Regions from separate parts of the Hordeum vulgare genome. Here region 1 is linked to region 2. A link is a contact called in public Hi-C data. All regions are on one chromosome and are shown on one strand. The core of a region is the stretch at or near the end of the contact, and the rest is flanking DNA. Distances in the headings are between cores, read along the strand shown. Region 1 holds the start of LOC123452626 (probable zinc metalloprotease EGY1, chloroplastic). Region 2 holds the start of LOC123452621 (probable inactive leucine-rich repeat receptor-like protein kinase At3g03770).

What was found. A called contact is a pair of places that touch in the nucleus more often than the background predicts.
Region 1: a Hi-C map of leaf shows a contact between it and region 2, with 2.8 times the contacts expected there. The contact joins the promoter of LOC123452626 here to the promoter of LOC123452621 in region 2. A contact is called at or near these places in 3 of 6 Hi-C or Micro-C datasets (leaf and seedling) and 1 of 1 datasets of contacts at active chromatin or transcription factors (embryo).

What each region holds. Positions count from the first base shown.
Region 1 is chr5H:544,163,635-544,167,407 of MorexV3_pseudomolecules_assembly, reverse strand. It overlaps LOC123452626 (probable zinc metalloprotease EGY1, chloroplastic), which reads right to left and starts at 2,123. Exons shown (of 10, transcript XM_045129321.1): 1 at 1,649-2,123; 2 at 1-317. The coding sequence starts at 1,978.
Region 2 is chr5H:543,836,849-543,840,474 of MorexV3_pseudomolecules_assembly, reverse strand. It overlaps LOC123452621 (probable inactive leucine-rich repeat receptor-like protein kinase At3g03770), which reads right to left and starts at 1,641. Exons shown (of 8, transcript XM_045129312.1): 1 at 1,180-1,641; 2 at 1-652. The coding sequence starts at 618.

The sequences.
Region 1 (3,773 bases), core at 874-3,373, 330 kb before region 2:
TCTTCTGAATTGGGCTCCTCCACCATGAAAAGATTGTATTTGTCGCCTGTAAGTTCACGTAGCTGCTGCTGAAGTTTTCCAAAGATTTCCTCTCTGTCCCCTCGGAGATTCCCAACAAAAAGGACTCCTTCCCCAAGATCACCAAAGGGTTCTTCTCTTGTCAACCAGAATGTTGTGTAGCCAAAAAACTTTTCCTTAATAGCCTTGACATCAACTGGATCAACCTTTTCTGGGCCTAGGAGTTCCAATAACTTAACTGTATCAATATTATCCACACTGAAGCTCAAAAGAGGAGGCTCGCTTGATACACCAGGAGTCTGAGCAAATGGATATGTTATAAAATATGTTTGAGATAAGAAAATTATCCAAGCTTACTGAAAGAATTCTGAAATTTGGTGAGTAAGTTCTAACAGGTTTAAACTGCTATGGCGGTATTCATAAAAGAATAGAGAACTAATAGCTGTAGTGATATGATGCACTCATTACTGAGTACAGCAGAGATAGGACGAGATTCATCATTTAGGTAAAATTTCATCTAACAACCTGACATGCAGTACCAAAGTATACAATGAAGGATAGTAAATACCATAGCGCTAGGCTTTGAAAACCCGAACAAGCACAATGTGGTAACATCCCTTCACTTTTGGTAACTAGATGTCGCGCCTGCCATATCAACATTAAGATAGTGCCTCTGCTCAAGAACATAGGACGTTTTGAATATCACTATAGTCTCAACATGTAAATTTGACCATGACTTCCTTTTAATGACCGATTCATACTTGCACATGCATGGCTTAATCTTTGAGACAAGCATATGACCACTGGCAGGATCAACCAGGTAGCATGTCCTCGGTGACGTCCAGCGTCGGGAGTTGTCTTGCCCTTCCACTTGCGTGGAAGAGCAAAGGCAACAGCCGGGCCGGTTGTCGCTGTTGAGCGGGCATAGTTCATCCTCCCTGAGGATCGACACAGAGAGTTGCGTATCCTACCATGTAACTGTGGAGAGGTAGAGGCAACACTTGTTCCGGTTATTCTCAGTTCCGAGAGCTTTTGGTCGGGTCAAGGCAGCCAATAGGGCCACGAGCCTTTATTGTGAGCAGCATCCGAGACCAACAGCGTGAGCAAGGTTGCCTTGATAGCAGCAGGCACATTACATGCCAGCGCCACGAGGCAACGCCGCAAGCACTATTCAGGCAGGTTTTAGGGTTTTGGGTGGTAGCTGCAACTGCATATTTATTATGTTCTGAGATATTTTTTTGTGACAACTCTAACAATGTCTATATAATCAAAAATAGTCATCCATGTCATCGTGGTCCAAGATAGAAGTTTGGCTACACTGGATGCTTTCTAAAGCGTCGTACATATCTGACTTAAGGAATTAATTACTTTACTAGTATTGTCAATACTAACACTACATTATAATCACTGATCACAATGATCATTCAGGAATTCAATTCCCCATTTAAAAATTGAGTAAATGAAGGATGGTACTTATTGTGCATCCAATGATCACATCCCGCCTCTAATTGCACACAGTTCTATCTCTCAATCCAGCAGAATGGGCTAGAAAAATACTCCTAAATCAGCAAGCTGTTCAGTCCAACAATGTTTAGCACACGAAATGGCCAATGACTTAAATTGCTCATACCGCAGAGGACGGCGACGATGAGGAGGAGAAGCTCCCCGACCGGCTCCGCTCCGAGCCCAGCTCCTCCGCGGCCCCCACCTTGGCTTCCACCGACGCTGCGGCCTCCTCCTCGCCCCGCTTCTCCCCGTCCTCTCCGCCTCCGCCGCCCTCGTCGACGGAGAAGCGCCGCATCCGGTCGCACCGCCTCAGGGGCCTCCAGTCCAGGTAGGCGCCCCGCGGGCACCCCCACCGCGAGGAGGCCACGGGCCTGGGCCTGGGGAAGCGGACGCGGGCCGCGGCGGTGAGGTGGACGAGGGGCGAGCTCGCGAGCGCCGCGGCGGCGGCCGCCATGGCGGGGCGCGCAGTGTGGTGGAGCGCCGCTGAGCTTGGCGGTGCGGTGGTCGGGGGCGTGAGAGCCCCGGCGGAGTGAGAGGAGCGGTGGGAGAGGAGAGGAAGGATAGGGTGCGGTGCACGGGGAAGAGAGAGAGTGTGGAGGAGCTGGATTGGTAGCTGAGCAGAGCTGGCGGCGCTTTCCTGGGCCAGACCGTCGATCAGTCCACGAAAATATCCTGAAAAATAAAATCTTATCTTCGGCCGTCCGGCCTGATACTCCACGCGCCGAGCCGGCCCATTAGGTTCCAGTTTTACTGGTTTCCTTTTTTTCTCCTTCAATCTTTCATTAAGTCTGCAAATTCACTAATTAAAAGTATTTCTTTTAAAGATCACTCTCACCTTCTCAGGATGCAACAAGTGGTGTATTGCATGTGCGTTACTTATCGCAATCTAGAAGTTTTTCATTTTCTCATAGATCTGTATTTTTAAAACGTTTTATTTCTTAAATCGTGTGTCTAAATCTTGAACCGTTTTCATCATTGGGTTCTTCATGTAGAGATCTTTAAAAATGGATGCCTCGTTGATAGATTTTTGACAAACTTTTTTTCACAAAAAGTTCTGAACGAAAAAACCAGACAAAAAACCATGCTCTCACGATAGAAAGAAAAAACAAAAACACGTTTCCGTTTCGTTTTCGAGAGACGCGGTCGTGCCTCTGAAGTCTAAACCGTGTCTCTCGCAGAAGCAATTCCATACCTCTCACGAAAAAACAAAAAACATTTTTTGTTTTCGAGAGTCATGACCGTGCCTCTCGCGAAAAAAACACAAAAAACATATTTTTTTCGTTTCCGAGAGGCACGCCTGTGCCTCTCTTAAAAGCCAAAATCGTGCCTCTCGTGGAAGCAAAATCATGTCTCTCATAAAAAAAACTGGAAGCACATCTTTTTTTGTTTCCAAGAGGCACGATCGTGCCTCTCGTGAAAATAAAACCATGCCTCTCGCGTAAACAAAACCGTGCCTCTCACAAAAAATATATGAAACACATTTGTTCATTTCCGAGGACCATAGCAAAATCAAAATGCCTCTCGCAGAAAAAGCGCGTTTTCTCGCAATTTTTTAATTCTTTTTTTTTGGAAAATGATTGTCCTCAGCCGACGGATAATTGCGGTGCATCCACCACCTCTATTGCTCACCATGTGTCCTCAGCAGGAAGGCAAGTGCAGGCACATGTTTAAGCAACAACAACATTGTTGCAATATTGATTGTGATAGTTTTGTTTTGTAAAAATGTAATCCTGCAACAAGTAGATTGCTGGAAAAAAACGCAACAAGAGGTTTATTGCAAAAAAATAATAATTCTGCAACCAAACGTCTTTTGCAAAAAAAATCGCAACTAACTAGGAGGATGTCCGAGAAGGTGTGCTCGGGCAGCTCTGAGGCACGCATCCACCGAACTCAAGACATTGAACTCGTGTTCAGAAAATTCGGGATGGCGCAGTGATTCTTTTCGACGACGGTGGTTCATCACACTCTCGACTTCAGAGTTAGTATCCGAAACCTCGTTGTGATCCTTGGGAGGCTGATTTGCAGAAGGGGCGTTCGCATTACCCTCTATTGTTGATAAGGATGTCGTGTTCGGTTCCTATGTAAAATGGCAACATGTGTTGATTTGTGCCACTGATCGAAAAACAATGCTTATAGTAAACTCGTTACCTCTTGGAAGGGGGAGCGGTCGAAGTGTCTCCTGTGGGTACTCCGTGTTTAGAGAACTTGCCATTGTTCGACATGGTTTCAATGGACTCTGTGTTGACAGG
Region 2 (3,626 bases), core at 392-2,891:
CGACGGCGTCCTCCCGAGCGACTCCGGCACGGCGCCGGCCAGCGAGTTGTTCCGCAGGCTGAGCACGGCCAAAGCAGGCAGCGCGGTGCCGATCCAGCCCGGCACCTCGCCGCCGATCATGTTGTCGTCGAGGATGAGCGTCTGCAGGCCCTGCAGCCGCGAGAGGCCCCTCGGGATGGGCCCGTAGAGGTAGTTGCGGCTCATGTTGACGATCTCCAGCCCGGCGAGCCGCTCCAGCTTCCCCGGCAAGGGGCCCCAGAGGCCGAGGCCGGAGAGCGTGAGCACCTTGAGGTCGGGGAGCCTGGACAGCGTGGTGACCAGTGCGCCAAGCGAAAAGTTGAGCGGGAGCGGCGGCGCGCCGCCCGCGTCCCCGACGACGTGGAGCTGCGTGACGGTGTCCCCGTAGCAGACGACGGAGGCGGAGGGGGCGACGGTGCCGGCGCCGGCGCAGAAGTCGGTGGTGCGGCGCCAGTGCCGGAGCACCGGCGGCCGGCCCAGCAGCTGCTGCACCTTGAGCAGAGTCCACGTCTGGGACGCCTGCAGCAGCGGCGCGCCCCCCGGGAGCAGCACCGCCAAGAAGACCAACGCCAGCAGACGGCTCGCACCAGTTGCCGCCATTGCCGGCGAAGACGATTCCTTCGATCGGCAAGAACTGGCGGAGCAAAAAGATGATGGGATTAAGAATGTGTACTGCACAAGGCAACCTCCTTTGGCGATTCCTTTCCGGCTTTCGTGATCGAGGACTGTACCGGCAGCAGCTGTGGAATCGAGCTTTTGATTGTGGGTTGCGGGTACAGGGAGAATTCAGAGGCCTGGATGTAAAGCGGCAAAGCCGCCTGAGCGACAGGTACTCGTGAGTGGTGACCGGACAACAACAACAACAACAATGTGCAGAAGCAGAATGGCGTCCAGACTAATGTCTCATGGAGATTTTGTTGGCGTTAGAGACTAGACTAGACTATTGCTTTCGTCCCATGCATGATGTATCCCCACCCAGCATTAGCACCAGCAGAGAACCCTGATGCAGAGTGCAGAGTGCAACAACCTTACAATATATACTTGCTTATCAACCGGGGAAAAGAGACACAAACAAGGATCGGCGTGCTGAGCTACCACTTTGCGCAAAAACTACATGGTATACTTAACAGAAACTAACAAAAACAAGCTGAATTCCCTTACCTCTGCAGTCACTGAAGCAGCAGCAGCAGCAACTTCTGCTGTAGTAGATCACTGATGAACTCTGTGTTTCTTATTGCGTTTTGGCTGTCATGCATGCATACACCCACGATACACGTTGATGCTCCTGGTGCGAGTGAGTGAGTGAGTGAGTGGGTTGTCCTGTGAGCTATGGTACTGGTGCAGCAACTTGTAGCTGCTGCATGCGGTGGAGATTGGTACCGTTCACGGGGGCGCGGCGGAGGCGCGAGGGAACCGGGAACCCGGAGCAACGGACAGGTGGTGCCTGAGCTGGAAGGCTGGGGCAGGCAACGGACGACAGCAAGCATCAGTCCGGCGCTATCCTTTTCCCCCTCTCTCCCACCATCTACCTCTTGTCTGTTTATATATACAGTACCGGCTAGGCTACTAGTATAATCCTTGCTTGCTTTCTTGGGATCAGATTTTGGTCTCTACCGGTTTCCGAGCATGAGTAGAGCAGGATATGGTGATGCTTTATGTCTCGAGCTTCTTTACACAACTTTGCTGATTAAGAGGGACGTGACAGGCCTTCACTACATGAACAGTGCTGCCAATTCGCCATGCTTGGGGTTTGTTAAATGTTAATGATGCCTCACACCCTGGAAATTGCATAAGTTTGAAATCCAAAATTCATGAAAATTTACATTTTTACATTTCAAAAAATTCTGGAAACAAATACAGAGATAAGGGAGGGCGTAACACACATGTGTGTAAATTTTCAGAAAAAAAATACGTTAAAATGAGGCCTGTACAGAAAAGATAAATATGAAACTTTTTAACACATGGTACTATTCATCGTCCTAGGTCATGAATTTATCTTTTCTGTGCAGATCGTATTTTAAAATATATCATCCTAAAAATTTACGCACATACATATAACGTCCTTCTTTAGTTGCATATTTTTTTTAGATTTTTCTGAAACCAAAAAGTTTAAGATATGATTTTTTTTAAAGTTTCGAGCTTCATGAAGCTCGGCCTCCAAACGTCCGTTCTCCCTCACACCGAACTACAAATACTTTGCCGGTTCTGGCCTTGTGGGGGGCAGAAGTAGCCGTTGGTACAACGATGATGCTATTATTGCACGGTAACCGTCTCTAAGCCGTATGATGCCCCTTGGAATGGGCCTTTTTCTAAAGTGATGAGTACCCCTCCATCACCATGTATACGACCACCCCCTTTTCGCACCTACTGCTGGCTCCTGTGATCAAGTATCATCAACATGGCTCGCTTCTTTTTCTTGCTTTACCCCTGGATTCGTTGGTTCTTTCCTTCCCTTTCGGTAGACTACTTTTACTTGTAGTACAAGAGGCCACTTGATTTCATGGTTTCCTCTCTGCTTTGGTTAAAGATAAGGTGGCAGGACCGCAGGAGATCAAAGAATGCCCTCCATTCCTGGCACTGGCATGTAAGAAAGGTTCTTGTGTTAAAGAAGAGGTGAACAACACGGAATGCAAGGGAGGCACCACAAGTTTTCTTTTTCACTGATAAGGGCAACTCTAACAGGGAGACCCAAACTGACACGAATTTTGTCCGAATTTTATCCGTTTGTGTCACCCGTCCGCCTAGTGGACAAGATGCGGACACGGGCGATCGGTGGACGAACCCAACGCACGAGATGCATGTTAGGAAAGCAACTTATATGTATTGAAGGCCCAAGGGACATATATATATTACACATGACTTGAGATGCAAAGAAAGTAAACATAGACTAATAGTGACTCCTAGACTAATACTAATAGACTAATAAGGACTCCTAGACTAATACTAATACTTCCTAACACCCCCCTAAAATGCAAAGCATATGCAATAGCATTGCATTTGAAGAAGTGTAATACTTAAAAACAATGATAATCCAAATCCGTGTTTTGAGAGTGTCGTCGTAGCATGAAGAGTCTTCAAAACTTTTCGAGTCACCGATGGAGATAACGAAGAGATGGCCAGGGGCGGATCCACGTATTTGGCAAGGTTTGGCAGCTGCCATACCTAAAGTTTTGCTCAAATACTGGGTATTTGCAGTATACAGTTGAAAGTTTTATATTTGAGTTGTTTCGTTGTCGTTGGACATGGGTGCAGTTGAAGAAACGGAAATAATCGGACGGGAAAAGAAGCTGGCCTGGTAGGTGATTGTGCGTGATTACCGTGACGGGCCTCGTGAGTGCTGGATTGGTGGGCCTCATACCTGATTTTCTTAAAGAAAAAGAGTTGAATTCCTGCTGGACATGGTCAGTTGGGTAATTTATTTGTTTCCTCTGGCTGCACTGATTTCGTTACAGATTTAAATACGTCGAATTTTCGCCAAAGTGTGAGCCACTAGCAGCTCGAACTCAATTTCTTTTTTTCTCAAAGTTTCCTCATTCTTTTTTTTTTGCGAAGATTTCAAAGTTTCCTCTTGCCTTTCATGATCTTCAATGCATTGCATAAATTTCTGA